Regions from separate parts of the Mus musculus genome. Here region 2 is linked to region 1. The links are chromatin contacts, called in public Hi-C maps. All regions are on one chromosome and are shown on one strand. The core of a region is the stretch at or near the end of the contact, and the rest is flanking DNA. Distances in the headings are between cores, read along the strand shown.

What was found. Hi-C and Micro-C count contacts between places; a contact is called where the count stands out from the background.
Region 2: a contact with region 1 is called in a Hi-C map of the N1E-115 cell line, with 3 times the contacts expected there. The contact joins two enhancer-like sites. A contact is called at or near these places in 24 of 484 Hi-C or Micro-C datasets (the AML12 cell line, the HL-1 cell line, the MC3T3-E1 cell line and 19 more) and 1 of 115 datasets of contacts at active chromatin or transcription factors (stem cell-derived neural progenitor cells).

The regions. Positions count from the first base shown.
Region 1 is chr7:115,226,787-115,234,124 of GRCm38.p6, reverse strand. No RefSeq gene overlaps it. Among named protein-coding and RNA genes, the nearest start is that of Gm34282, 98 kb to the right of the region's middle. Within about 2 kb of position 3,459, at least 6 of the 459 cell types and tissues checked have an H3K27ac peak or open chromatin away from gene starts, as enhancers often do. A contact at or near this core is called in the N1E-115 cell line, where this site is marked.
Region 2 is chr7:115,370,087-115,377,424 of GRCm38.p6, reverse strand. No RefSeq gene overlaps it. Among named protein-coding and RNA genes, the nearest start is that of Gm45999, 25 kb to the left of the region's middle. Within about 2 kb of position 3,149, at least 15 of the 459 cell types and tissues checked have an H3K27ac peak or open chromatin away from gene starts, as enhancers often do. A contact at or near this core is called in the N1E-115 cell line, where this site is marked.

The sequences.
Region 1 (7,338 bases), core at 2,210-4,709:
GCAGCCCACACTGGGAACCTTCAACTCCCCCACCCCCCAGCTCTGCTCCTGGGCCTGTGGCTGCACCATTGATACCCGTGCATTCTTTTCCAGAGGTTCCCACGAGCATGTCACTAACCATTTCCTGGGCCTTATCACCAGGAGGGGGAAAAAAAGGAGCGCCTTTGAAAAGTGGAAACAAAACATCAGGCTTCATTGTTGTGTGACTTCCCGGTCACAATCAGGCCTCCCCATCACTCAACATGCAGAGACTACAAACGCAGACTAATACAGACACTTGGATCTGCAATTTGACCAGGACATTTATTGTTCAGTATCTGTAGTCTCTGCTCTGTGCTTGTGGCTTTTAAAATTTCCTTTTCAGTGCGCTTTCCACCGGCTCTGTTCAGAGGGAAAAAAAAAAAAGGCCCCTGGCTGCTGGTTAACTTCAAGGAGCCACTGAGTCAATTTGTAAACTTTGAGGTGAGGAATTTCACCAGAAATTCCTGGGGGAAAACAGCTCTGCGTTCACCTTCTGTTTTGTACCTTCCCATTCTCCTTTCTGTTCCCTCCATATGCATATATACCTCCCTCAGCCCCTGGATACCTCAGTTTACCTAACCCTGACCAGGGTTGCTTCTAATTGATTTCTTGTCATAAATGAGGAAGGCATCTCTTTACTTTAAAATTTTACTGTTGCTCCTTAGACACACATGGGTCTGGACATTCCAAAGAAATGGAAGAGATGAACTTGGAAACCTTTGATGCTGTGGAGAAGGAGGAGAATGCAGTGGCCTGCCCAGTGTTACACGGTCACTGGGTGACAGTCTGCCTGAAAATGATGTGTCCAGCTGTGTGTTAAAAATTCTCTGAAGGGCCTGGGAAGATGGTCAGTAGGGAAAGTGCTTGCCAAACAAGCAAAGGGGAGAGAGAGAACCAACTACCAACTCTACAAAGTTGTCCTCTGGTATGTGTGTGTGTGTGTGTGTGTGTGTGTGTGTGTGTACTGGTATGTGTGCTCCTGTGTTCAGGTATGTGGTATAGAGACTAGAAGTCGGTCTTGGGTATCACCCCTCATGAGATCATCTCCCTTGTGATTTTTTTAAAGACGGTTTCACTCACAGACTTGGAGATGACACAGTAGTTTAATCTGCCTGACCAGTGAGGCTTGAGCTTCTGTCTGTCTCCACCCCTCCAGAGCTTGGATTATACACAGTCACCACTCCTGGCTATTCTCTGCTGGCTGTGAGGATTGAACTCATGCTCTTCGGCTTGAAGGGCAAGCACTTACCAGCTGAGCCATCTCTTCAGCCCTGGAAATCAGTATTTCATATGTAGTCACCTTGCAACACTTCAATAAAACCAGTGACTGTCATTGCATCTGATCATTGTCATGTCCAGAAGAAAAGGTAGAGCCTGCCAGGTCCAGATAGCCACCTGGATTCTCAGGAGAATGTCTGAAGACAGGATCTGAGGCTCTAGAACCCAGGAGGGGTGGGTGTAAAATAAAATATTGGGGGATACATGGGTGCCTGTCAGACCTCCCTAAATCACCCTAACAACCATGGTGGTGTGTTGAGAGAATTCTAGCAAGAATCCAATGCAGTGCCTAGTTCAGTCTATAGTCAGGGTGATGTGTGTCATGGCGGGCATGTGGAGGTCAGAGGACAACTTTCTGGTGTCACTCTCTCAATCCCTTTGCTTGTATGGTAGATGCTTTATACACTGACCCATCTTCCCTGCCCTTCAGAGAGTTTTTAACACACAGCACTTCCTGGAGGATTGCCACCAAGCCACAGTGTGCCACTGGGCAGTCTTTCTCCACAAAAATCAGAGGCTTGACATGTCTCTCCCCTCAGTTTTCCCAGAACAGCCAGACCTGAGTGTGTCTCAGTGTCAACAGTAGATAACATCCCACCTCCTTCCTCATTTACCCCAAGAAATCAACCTGAAGCAGCCCTGCCAGCTGATCCTCTGGGTATACAATGAGAGAATGGGGTAGGAGGGAGATGGGGTTGGAATATATGGAGTGGGATCTAGAAACAGACCCGCTTCCCATGACTTCCAAGGGAACACACTAATCAATGAGAACAAGCTGTCTTTAAGCCCTGGTGATTTCATAAAGTCTTCCCTGTGTCAGAGACATAGAGGATCTTTTGCAATAGTTTTTTAGATACTAGGTTATTCCCACCTTCTAATTCTGATACTTGAACTAGAAGCAACACAGGTTGCCCCCACTCTCAGACCATTGATCTGGCACATGCTTGGCCTAGCTGCAAAGGAGGCCAGGAAGTGGAGTGGAAACATGTGGGTATTCAAAGAGGATTGCTTGCCTCTATCTTCTTAGTCATACTCTGCTGTCTCCTGATGGGTAGACTGAACTGAGAAAGGACTGAAAGTCCCAGTGGAGACAGCCAATGTCAGGGATGATGGATGGAGCAGAGAACCTAGTCCAACTAAGTCAACCTTTGACTTTCAAATCTTACACTTGATATCTGTGCCTCACACTGTTTCTATGACTATGAAATCTATATTCTCCTAGTGTGCATATATCCCAGCCTCTCACTGGGAAGTGCAGTTGCTGTTATGGCCTGACAGTGGTTAAGATGCCTAGTCTGTGTCACTGTCTGAAGTCAGTGTCCCCTATCAATACTTATCATTCAGAGGCCCTGTCAAGTGGTGACTGAAAGGATAAGCAAAGTTGTGCCCTGCTTGAGAAACCATCTTAAGGTGCTCATGTCCAAGGACTTCCACCGAGGGCTAACCCTGGAAGAGCCAGGACTCTCGCAGGCAGTATGCTTGCCTCTCTTCTGGGTTGGTTTTGTCAGTGAGTTTCTCTGTCCTAGCATAGTGATCTTATCACAGCAGATTAAAAATGAGAATGGGCTCATAAAATATACATTATGGTCTCTCATGGGCTCATAAAACCAGATAAATGCTCTGCTCCGGAGAATCCTAGATGGAGCTTACACTCCTCTCTCTCTCCATAATGGAATTGTCAACAGAAGATAATTGGAGTTAAAAAAAAATCCTGTCACTTGTATGGTTCAACTTAATGCAATGATTGTCTGACCCTAAGGCTGCCCAGAGGAAAAGCACGTCACACCAGAGGCAGCTTGGTCTTTTTTTTTTTTTTAACTTCAGATAGCTGTTCTATGTCTTCCATGAGGGTTGGAGCAAAGCTATCAAAAGAAATCTTGTTTCTAGATGGTTCCAACTGCCTTCCCAACGATACCTGATGACTCTTTAGCACTTGAGTTCAGTTAGTAGCCAGGCTTGGCATAAATCTGTGCCCAGCACTGGTGAGCATCATGTTAGACACTTTTTCTTACTGCTGTGACAAGACGTCTGGCAAGAGCAACTGAAGGAAGGAAGGGAGATTTGTTTGGACTCACAGCTGGAGGGGACAGTCTACTATGGTGGGGAAGACATGGCAGCAGGCGCCTGAGACAGCTGGCCATTTGTCCAGAGTCAGGAAGCATGGAAAGATAAATACTAGTGCTCAGCTGTCTTGATGGGTGAACGGTGACAGCTGTATTCAGGATGGGCCTCTTTGCTCACGTAACTATTTCCGGACACACCTACATAGACATATGCAGAGGAGCCATTCCTATGAAGATTCTCAGTCCAGTTCTCTAGACAGTGAAGATTAACCACTCCAGATGTCTTTCTGAGAATTACCATGATGGAGAGAGAGACAGAGACAGAGGCAGAGAGACAAAGACAGAGAGTAGCTCACACAGGTCAGCCTTGCCTTGCCTCTCTGTTCTTAGATAAGGAGGACTGAAGATGCTGGTCTTGAGCAATGAGTCTCATTCTTGACGGTCTGATTCTGAACAAGCTGAACACCTTGTATCCCAAGCTTGACAAACACCTCCATCCCCACTCTGTCTGAGTCCTTAAATCACTATATACCCTTAGAGAAGGAAGACCATCTATTGGATTCTCAGTTATGGAAATCCTGCTTCGGCTTAACCCAGTCCAGGTACCAGCCTCTTTTCAGCCTATTTTACCCCTGAAAGCTCACTTCTGAGGGGTCCTGCCTTCTGCCTACTGTGAGAATAAGTCTTCCATTCCCTTACTTGTCTATACTCATGAAGTTCTGACTGTTGTGGGCCTACAGAGCCCTGAGTCATATCGTAGTACAGACAGCAAGAGGGAAGGCCCTTCATAGGAGCTTCACTATCTTCATCGGGCTGAGTGTGTCTTGGCTAATGTGGATACTAACCTGGAGTTCTACACTGCTAGAAGACACATTCTTCCTGAACAGTAATACTTGTTCCGTGTTTACAGACTGGACTGAAGGTGGCCGACTCTCTTCTCACTAACCTCTGTGTCTTCCTAGATCTAAAACGTGGTCAGCACTTATACAAACCATCCTTCCAGCCTGCCCACTTGCCTATAAACTACAACATTCAATCTGAGGCTTCGTGCTACAGCATTGCACACAGATCATTAATGTACCCCCAGTTACACGTTAGTGTCAGGGTTTACCCACTCATTTACCCCAGATTAAACTTGGCAGAGAACAAGGACTACTTTTGACCAATATCTGGAACAAAGTATGGGATAAGTAAGGATGCACAGAGTTTTGCAATGAGTGTACACACACACACACACACACACACACACACACACACATGCATAGCCTGCTTGTAAGCAGGCGAGGCCTCGGCCATGTGCCGTGGCTGTTTTCCCACACACAGTACAGGGTGACTCACTGATTCTGTGACCTCCTGGGATGGGCTCTAAAACACAACTGAGACAGAATAAATGTCTGCTGGTTCTGTTTTGACTGGTGACAAGAGTTGCGAGCTGATTAATACATTTAAAGTGGGGATCAATTTGTCTTTTCACATCCTCTTATCCTGATTGTAATGAGTAGATCTTTTAACATAATGAAAACTGCATATTTCACTCAAATTCACAGTTTTGCATTCCAGAGGAGATGGCATGCTGCTTTTTAGTTAACGTTAAAATGAGGTGTACACTCTCATCTGGAGAGGATAGGGAAGATGATGAGCTACTGCTCTGCTTAAAGACCAGGAGTATCGCATTGTGTCCTCGGATCAGGCTCTGAACATTGGTTCCTAGAATTATAGCATGGCAGAGCACCTTTTCAGCCAATTTGCCTTTCTGTCTTTTGCCCAGACCATGGCTGGCCTAACATCAGCTCAGACAGGAGGCTTTCTAGCTTTGACTTGGATATTCCCCAAAGACATCAAGCTGGAGCTCGCCATTGTCATTTTAATTTTCCAGGACTCAAGCACTAAATTATTGTATTGGTCCAACATCAATCTCTGTCCTATTTTGATTTCTGTGGACCTACCTTTGCATTTCCTACTTCTGTATCTCCTCCACTTTACTCCTTTTTAAACGTTAAATATATATATATATATATATATATATATATATATATTTTTTTTTTTTTTTTTCTGGAAAGTGTCTACAATCATAGCAACAACCTGTAGTTGTGCAGGATCTGAAGGCTGACTGGATGTCATCATACACAGAGTCAGACTCCAATGAGTGGATTCCTGTCGGCTCTCTGGTGATGCTGCTTTCTTGCCTCAGAAGGGCCTGATGCTACGGATATAAGGTCTTGTCTGGTCTGCACACCTTTCTGCCCCCAGAACTTGCCTGGCACACAGTACATACTGAGTTAATAAACATGTGTGAAGAGCTGCAGGTATTTTATCAACTATCTGCACTGCTGCCCATGACTTGTTCTGCAGACGAATCTCTCCATGAAGCAAAAAACAGGGGTGAGGGGGCAAGCATAGACAAAGAGACATGCACTGTCTTCTCTGGTGTGTCAGAGAAGCCCAGGAGCTGTGAAGAGGCTGTGCTTTGCCATGGGGACCATAAAAGTGAAAGAAACAAGAAAAATAAAGGAAAGAAAAATGTACAGAGACTGAGCAGAGATGGGAAGTGGAGAGTGTGAGGACTGGCCTGCCCTGTCACTCAGCAGTCCCATTGGCCCAGCCACACCTCTGATCAGGACACCCAGGAGGTGATCTGGTCTCTTCTCTTTACACACACACACAGACACACACACACACACACACACACACACACACACACATAAACACACACACACACACACACACACACACACACACACACAGAGAGAGAGAGGGAGAGAGAGAGAGAGAGAGAGAGAGAGAGAGAGAGAGAGAGTTCCAGCAGCCTAGAGCATTGCAGAAGAGTTTCTTTCCTGGTAAACAAGCCTTTCCAACCCAATCAAGGTGGATAAGAAAACTGCATCATCCTCATATAATAAGCTTTGCAGAGATAGAGAGTTGCTCAGAGGTGCATGGGGTAGGGGTGGGCCCCCAAGCCAAACAGACAGGAGTAGGAGGGTTGGAAGCACTGTTAGTTTCCAGCTATGTTCTAACCCACTGCCCTCTCACCCAGGCTTTGTCTGTATGGTCAACATAGGGCACCTTGCCCCCTTGCTTATCCACCCCCAACACTGTGCATCTTGCTTTCAACAAAAGAAACAGTAGCTATGGGTAAGCCAGTTGTAGCAGAGCAGTGGGAACCCAAACCAAGAGGAATTCACTCTCCATAAATTATGCTTTAATAGATGTCAATTATTAATTCCTAAATAAATATTTGTTAATATTCAAAAGAGTTTGCCTACTAAGAAAAACTCAGGCTACACAGAATAATTAGTGCTTCTCACTGTGTGTGATGGCTGTGGCCCATGATTCCATTTTCCCCCTCCTGTTCAGAGTCTTTATTTTTTTTTTCCCTGAAGTGTGAATGCCTGAACGTGTGGGGTTTCCTGGGGAGTGTTAGCTTGCTCTCCATGGGGACAGTTTGGGCTTAAGGTGTTTGCACAGAAAGGGTGCAAGAGGCAGCCTGCTCCCTGGGAGTGTCTGTGCTGGCCCCTGGTTCTCTTTCTATTTTTGTATAGTTAGTGAGTTTATGAAGAATGGAAGCAGTTGTATGTCTAGAGAGAAAATTGTAGAACAAGAAAAAAGGCAAACCTGGGAGCTTAGGAAATGTACTCTCTGGTTTATGAAAGGCCCATGATAATGTATTAGTATCAGTTTGGGGATTCCTGGAGAGAAGGAAAGGCATAGATGGGCATCATCAAAAGAGAGTGCATTGGTCTCTGGGGTTCACGGGATGAGCTGACTGATGCTGAGGGCAATATGAAGTGTTCCTGGCCCAGGGAGATTGAAACAGTCCACAACAGAGTTCAACTGAATGATAGGAGGACTTGGAGAAGCTGAAAAGCCCATTAAGTCAGAGGCAAGGAGATGAAGAAATGTGTGCAGGAAATAGAATTTGAAATAGCTTGGTGGATGGGTTGGGTTGTAATGGACAAAGATGGCTTGACATTTAGGT
Region 2 (7,338 bases), core at 1,900-4,399, 140 kb before region 1:
CTACAGGCTTTCTCTTTCCTTTACAGTTGATGATTGAACATCCTGAACTATCTGCCTATTCTCTCATCTGCCCTGAAGGACCTTGTATGACACAGCAAACAATGAAGATAACTCATAAAGGAAGATGGAAGGGATGGGAGACTTGAGCTCTTATGTTAACTGGCCTATCTCAAACAAGATAAACTTAGTCTGTTCTAGAATTCTTTATGATGCCACATAAAATCAGCTGAAATCCTCTCCTTTTGAAAAGCTCAAGAAATAAAGGACCCCAAAGCTATAGGTCCCATAGGGATCTTGAGCAGGGCTCTTCCTATCTGTCTTGTTGACATCCTGGTCCCTAATGAGGTCATCTGAACATCTGTAGCATATCTGCCCAAAGCCAGTTGACTGGAAATAAAATTAGTCACTGTCAGCAGAGTGTCTCTTCCCCCTTTCTCTGGAGTCTGTGTTTTTGGTGCCACTCCTACACAGCTCAGAGGTCCTTGGGCTCTGGACATCAAAGGAAGTGATAGAGTGTCCAGCAATGCCCTGGCCAGGAAGTTTGTTAGCCTTCTGACTCCCAAACTTTCAGATATAGAAGATCCCTTGTATTCATCCCTTCCTGTAAGTTACAAATGACCAAGTCTCAAAACGTAAATCACCATTTAAGTTACAATTCAGTCAATAGTGCTAATAACAAGGAACAGATATAATTTGAAACCAGACATTTCAGTTAGACTGAGTGAGCTTAACTGCAACAGAAGAAGCTTTTCCATTGTGGTTTTGTTTGTTTATTTGTTTGTTTTGCTTTGTGAAAAGACAGGGTTTGGAAAATTACTAGCAATTTCTTTTTTGTTTAGAAAATTGTAATGCGTGGACTAGACTAGGATATCTTTGACTTTGATTACCCTGAACTGGGAGCTTGGTAGATGCCTTGTGTGCTACTGTTTTTGCTCACTTGCTATTTTAATTTCTTAGATACAGAATTCTGAGCCAGAAGACAGTTGAACAATCCTTGCGTGTCTAGCCACGAACAGCTTCATATTCCACAGGCTGAGATTCATCCTCAGGCCCTCAGTGGACTCACAGCAGTGACCTGGAACGTCTGAACTGGAGTTTTTGGGGGTGGTTTCTAGCTATTGCAGAAGTGTTGAAAGATGCCAAAACCCTTCCCCCAAGTCATATCAACCTCAGGAAGTCTCTGGTGTGCCTACCCTGGCCAGGCTTGGGTCTAGAAAGAGCTGCAGGGTACAGTTGTTTTGAAAGGAAATGTCTAGATTCTCTTCCATGTGTGTACATATATGTGCTTATGTGTTGATGTGGCTGTGCATGCGTTTACAGGTGTGTGCCTGTGTGTGTGTGTGTGCTTGTGTGTGTGTTTATACCCAGGGTATGTTCTTGGTTTTACTATTTCCAGCAGCAGGGGACATCAGGAGAATACACTGTGACTTCCTAGAAACTCATGCTGTACAGACCATAAGCCACCATCCTTTCAGAAATGGGGACACTACTGGCCAGGAGTAGCTGCACAGCAGACAGGCAGGAAGACATTCTCAGCATATCAGGTCCCAAAGCCTGTGATTTCACAACTTCCTAGAGTGGCAGAGGAAGCTGGGCCCTCCGTGACAGTTGAGCCCAATTTCCTCAGTGTGCAAGTAGGGAAACTGAGGCTCTGAAAGCACATGTCCTCACTCCGAATTACAATGAGCAGCAAAGAGAACCAGGCTTAGAAGCCATGACTGTCGATCCTGATGATTCTAATATACCTAAAAGACTTGAGTGAGCATCAGAGCCTTTGGATTCATTCATTCATCTGCTCACTCATCCAACCCAGATTCCTCATTGGAAATGAAGACTCTTCCCAAGACTCACACACCATCTCCCCAATTGCTGTCTTATCTAAAACAGACAGCCTGTTTCTCAATACGTATTTAGACTGCTTTGCCCTGACATCACATCTTTATTCTATAATATATTTAGTTCTCTGTCATCTCAACTAGAATTAAGACTCACAGAGGCAAAGGCTTGAGTTTTCTTTTTCCTTTCTTTTTTTTTTTTCACTTCTTTTATTGGATATTTCCTTTATTTACATTATTTACATTTCAAATGTTATTTCCTTTCCCAGTTTTCCCTCTGGAAACCTCCTCCCCCACCCCTCCCCCTTCTTCTATGAGGATGCTCCACTACCTCCCCACCCACTCCCACCTCCCCCCACCTGGCACTCCCCTACACTGGGGCATTGAGCCTTCTTCACAGGACCAAGGACCTCTCCTCCCATTGATGTCCGACAAGGCCATCCTCTGCTACATATGCAGCTGGAGTCATGGTTTGCTCCATGAGTAGTGTACTCTTTGGTTGGTAGTTTAGTCCCTGGGGTATCTGGTTGGTTGATATTATTGCTCTTCCTATGGGGTTGCAAACCCCTTCAGCTCCCTCAGTCTTTTCTCTAACTCCTCCATTGGGGACCCTGTGCTCAGTCCAATGGTTGGCTGCAAGCATCCGTCTCTGTATTTTTCAGGCACTAGCAGAGCCTCTCAGGAGACAGCTATATCAGGCTCCTGTCAGCAAGCACTTCTTGGCATCCACAATAGTGTCTGGGTTTGGTGACTGTATACGGGATAGATCCCCAGATGGGGCAGTCAAGAAGTATCCTTAGTGTCTGAAACAATGATCACAAAAATATGCATTCTATAGAACTTGTTGAATGAATGAATGGATGGATGGATGGATGGATGAGTTAGTGAGGATCTGCCAAGGGGAGATCCAATCTTTTGAAGAATGACATGCCTTAGTGGCTGTGGCAGATTCTAGAACAGCAGAAGGGAACATGTACACTGGGTAGATGATCGGCTGTGTGTGCTGCTGTGTCATGGCAGCACGTGATAACAACAGTCACTGGGAACTTTGAGGAAAGTTTAGATACCCCTCTGTTTTGTTTCCATGAAGTAGCCAGCAAGACAGTCTGCTAGGGTCCAAAGAGTCTCCTTTCCAGACCCCTCTTAGGGAGCGAAGCCAAGGAATGAATTGAGACTTCCTGGGGCAGCAGGAACTTGGGGCTGAGCTCCATTTGTTATCTCCGCCAATGACAGGCTGCTCTCCAGTGATGTCATCTGAGCCTCTGCAGACCTTTCTGCCAGGAGCCCACTAACTGGAAATGACATCAGCCCCCAGCAAAGTGACTTGTGCTCTCAGCAGACACGTCCCGCTGATCCCTGTCTGGGGCTCATCTCCCCGCCTACCTGGAAGGCTTCTGCCTGGCACTTTGGCAAACAAAGAGGCATTTGAGAGGGAATTAAACTGACTTTAACAGATAGCCCCAAAGTGTTTCCCAACACATTGATGCTCACATTGAATTATAGGTGCTAATAAAGCTGTCACAGCCTTGGCATAGGAGCCAAACCCAAGCTGAAAGGTCCCTGGGAAATGATGAGAATTCCGCAGGGCCTGCAAAGTCACTACTTGGCCCAGCAGGAGATTCAAATACGCAGTACCAGGCCAGGAAAGAGCTGAAGTCACCCATCCAGCCCCACTCCCTGCTGACTGCCCCCACGGTTCTTATGGCCCTCCAGCAGGAGGCAGCTTTGCTCAGGTTCTCTCCCATTGGCAGGAAACTGTCTCTCCAGATACAATAACTGCATTTTCATTGACCAAGCCTGGTACTCTTCAACTCCTCTCTGGTTTTCATCGTTACCTCATTCTGGTAGGTAAGGGTCCTTTGGTCACCCTCCCTCATGGCCACAGCCACAGTCTTGTCAGCAGTGGCTGATATCCACTATTTATCTGAAACATGGGGCTGGATTCTTAAACACGTGAGTGACAGGTGTTTAAGTCAATCTGGTTTAAGTATGAAATCAATGAGAATATTTCTCCCCTAGGTCAAGTGCCGAGGAGACACACATATTTACAAAATCAATCATTGGCCTCTACACTGAAGAGTGAAGGCAACCAACATCCAGGATGTGTCACCTGAAGGTGCAGCTGGAGCAAGGACTCCATATGAGGCTGAGAATTTGTCTCCTTTTATCTCCCAGAGTGACATTTGTTTGTGGTGCCTCCTTCTCAGGGTAATTCAGTCCCACTCGCATGAATAGCCCTTGACCCCAGCAGCCCAGCAAGGCCAGTAGAAAGAGTTTCTCTTCTGTAGCCTTTCAGAGAAAGCTTATTTGTGAGGCTTCTTGGGTCACCTCGAAGCATACATCTTGCCCTCAATCAGTCACCCGGACACAGGAGTGAAGCCCTCTCATTGGCTGAGCTGGAGACTATGTGTTTCTCCTATGGCTAGATGGGGGTAGGATTCATCTCATTCAAGCCAGGTTAACTAAGAGTCTGGCAGCAGGGACTCCTCAGCTGGTGTGAACATTGCTACCTGCTGTGTTTTGGATATAAACTTCTTTGATGGTAGACAGTGTGGAGCCTTAGGAAGTAGATGGAGCCCTGCTTGAGGGAGTGGGTCACCAGGAGGGCCTGGAGGGTTCATTGTCCAGTCCTACTTCCTGTCTGCTCTCTGTCTCCTGACTACAGATATAGAATCTGTCTACAGATATAGAATACACACACACACACACACACACACACACACACACACACACACACACACACACACACAGAGAGAGAGAGAGAGAGAGAGAGAGAGAGAGAGAGAGCTGCCTCACAGCCCTGCTCCCATGCCTTCCTCTGTATAACAGACTGCATCCCTTCCTAAACCACAAGTCAAAATGAACCCTTTCTTAGGTTGCAGTCTTGTCCCAGCAATGAGAAAAGTGACTGCCATACTACCCAAAGAAGAAGGCTTAAAGGTGAAGCTATAAAAGCCGGTCCTTGTTGCTTTTCCTGCAAACTCTTGTACTTTTTCAGGATTTCTGCTTTAACCTCCTGTGCCCTTCCTTATGACGTTTGACCTGGAGAAATTGCCTTCCCAGGGCCAGACTTCGCTTCCCCATCAGAAGCATAGGGTTCAGTCTTGCCTTTGCTTGACACCACTACCACACTTTTCCTAAGGTTCGAGACTCTTCCTGTGCTCATCAAGGCTGACTTCTCCCCAGTTCTCCTGACCTTGGCCTTGGGAAGGATGAGAAAATCTGCAGAGATGAACTAGATAGACTCAGAAGAAAGAGCAGCAGAATCCACTGTGTCTCAGAATCTCGAAAAGAAGTATTCCATAGATGCTGACCACCATAGTGCCTCCCATCTGTCCGGTTGCTGCCCTTGGCATGTGTTCCCATGTCATAGCATTGCTTCAAGCTTTGAGAGGTTTCTATGTGTGTGTGTGGGGGGGGGGCAGGGCGGGGGCGGCTGGTTCAGAAAGTCATGCTAAACCACACCTGAGTGTCCTGACTCCCCTTCCTCCCTAGTTTTCCTACTTGTGGTAGTGAGTAGACGTGCATTTCACGGCCCCCTCAAGCATCTTACAGAGACACCATTATTGCTTTATTTGATGATGTGTAGCCTGAGGCACAGCAACCTAAGTGGCTTGTTCTTCTCTGGGCTTTATCTAACTTTTATATTCTCTTTATCTGCTCTCTCAAAAACTGTGTACATCTTTTATTTAAATTTACTCCCTTGTTTTAGGTAGAGAGAGAGAGAGAGAGAGAGAGAGAGAGAGAGAGAGAGAGAGAGAGAGAGATTTTCAGCTATTCAGCCCAGGGTACACAAACCTGAATGTATATCCTGACATTTGTGGCCCCTGTTTCACGGAATTCCAGTTGGTAGATGTCCCCACACATTGAGGCTAACCCATGGAAGTTCTTAGAGGAAGGGGCAATAACATTGCCCCTGAAGCCAGAAGCAATGTGATCCACTCACCCCCAGCCTTCACATGCCTTTAGCTTTCCCCACTAGACATGAGCTCATGGAACTCTGCCTCATGCCCCCTTCCATAGATTTTCCTTTTCCTGTCGTCAGGTTAAAAGGAACCATCACAGAGATGCATTCATCAGGAGCCGCCATCGGGTAGTAATAGGGTAATTGTGCTGGCCCTGGTACCACAGAGATGATCCCCAGCGTTGCCTGAAGAATGTACAGAGGCCACATTTACGTTTCAGGGCAGCCTTTGAAAACCTTGGCATAGGTCCCCAGCTCTGTTTGCCTTCCCGCAGCGTGATGTGAGAACACTGGTACAGTGCGTGCCTTGTTTAAGCACAAGCCAGGCACTGTGTGGCCTGGGAGGTGGATTATGGCCCAGATGAAGGGCGGAAATCCTCGGCAGGGATGGCTTCAGCTCCTACAGCTCAGTGTATGTGTGTGACTGTGAGGTCTGCTGCCCACAGAACCCATGGCTTTCCCCTCAGTGTGAGGAGATGGGCTGAGCCTGGAGGGCACACCAGCATGGCCATTGTTTCTGTTCTTGGTTGTAGCACAGTGCTTTCTGTAGTTTGGTCTTGCCTTGCTATCTGGGCTTATTTGCTGTTATAAGTTTTAGCTCTTTTGGTCAAATATTTTCATATATGTACATGTATGTAACCAAACAAATATACACAGATATGAGTGAGATATAGACAGATGTGCACATATATGCACATTGGCCTCTATATTCTTTATATATATTACAGAAAGATATGCTAACTTATATCATTGCCATATGTACGTATGTATTAGACACAGATATGCTCACATGTATACCATTGGTGTATCTGTATAAATATATGTGTATATGTTAGATACAGATACACTTGTATGTATGCCATTGGAGTGTGTTTGTAAGGGAACTTGTATTCCAATCTCTGTCCAGTCTGAGACCTTGAGAGTTGTTGTCTGGGACACTGCTTGAGAAGCATGCTGTGGCTGCATTCTGATTCAGTGGCATAAAGCTGTGACTGACTAGTGAGGCTGACCATGGACCAGTGTCAGGAGGTGCCAGCACCCCTCCCCCGCCATCTCAGCCTAGCATCTTAGCTTCATTTTGAGGCTACATGCTATAGCCTCTCACCCTTTTCTATATTCTTTCCATCAGTTAGGAATTCTGTCCTCATGGATATTGGTGAGTCTTCTTCATGATAAAAGAAACATTTAAACCTACAGTTCTCGCAGAAGGCTATGCTTTCTTATCCTTTTCCTTCATTGTTGTATGGCTTTGGAGATATCCCCCTGTAGTGGTGTTCTCTAGCTCCACTCAGAGAGTTCCACATGTGTGCACTGCAGCATGCTGGGAGAACTGGGATACCTTGATGATAAAAATCAATATGCTCTTGTCTTCATGTCCTCGCAGCTGTGGGTTCTAGTCCCACAGTGAGTCTTAGCTCCTTGGGTAAAAAATACTTCTACTTTACAGATGGAAAAACTAAGGACAGGAGTAGAGAGTTAGCTGCTGAAGTCCTATCAAGGCCAGCAATACTAAGTCCGACTCTCGGTGAGAGCCTGGCC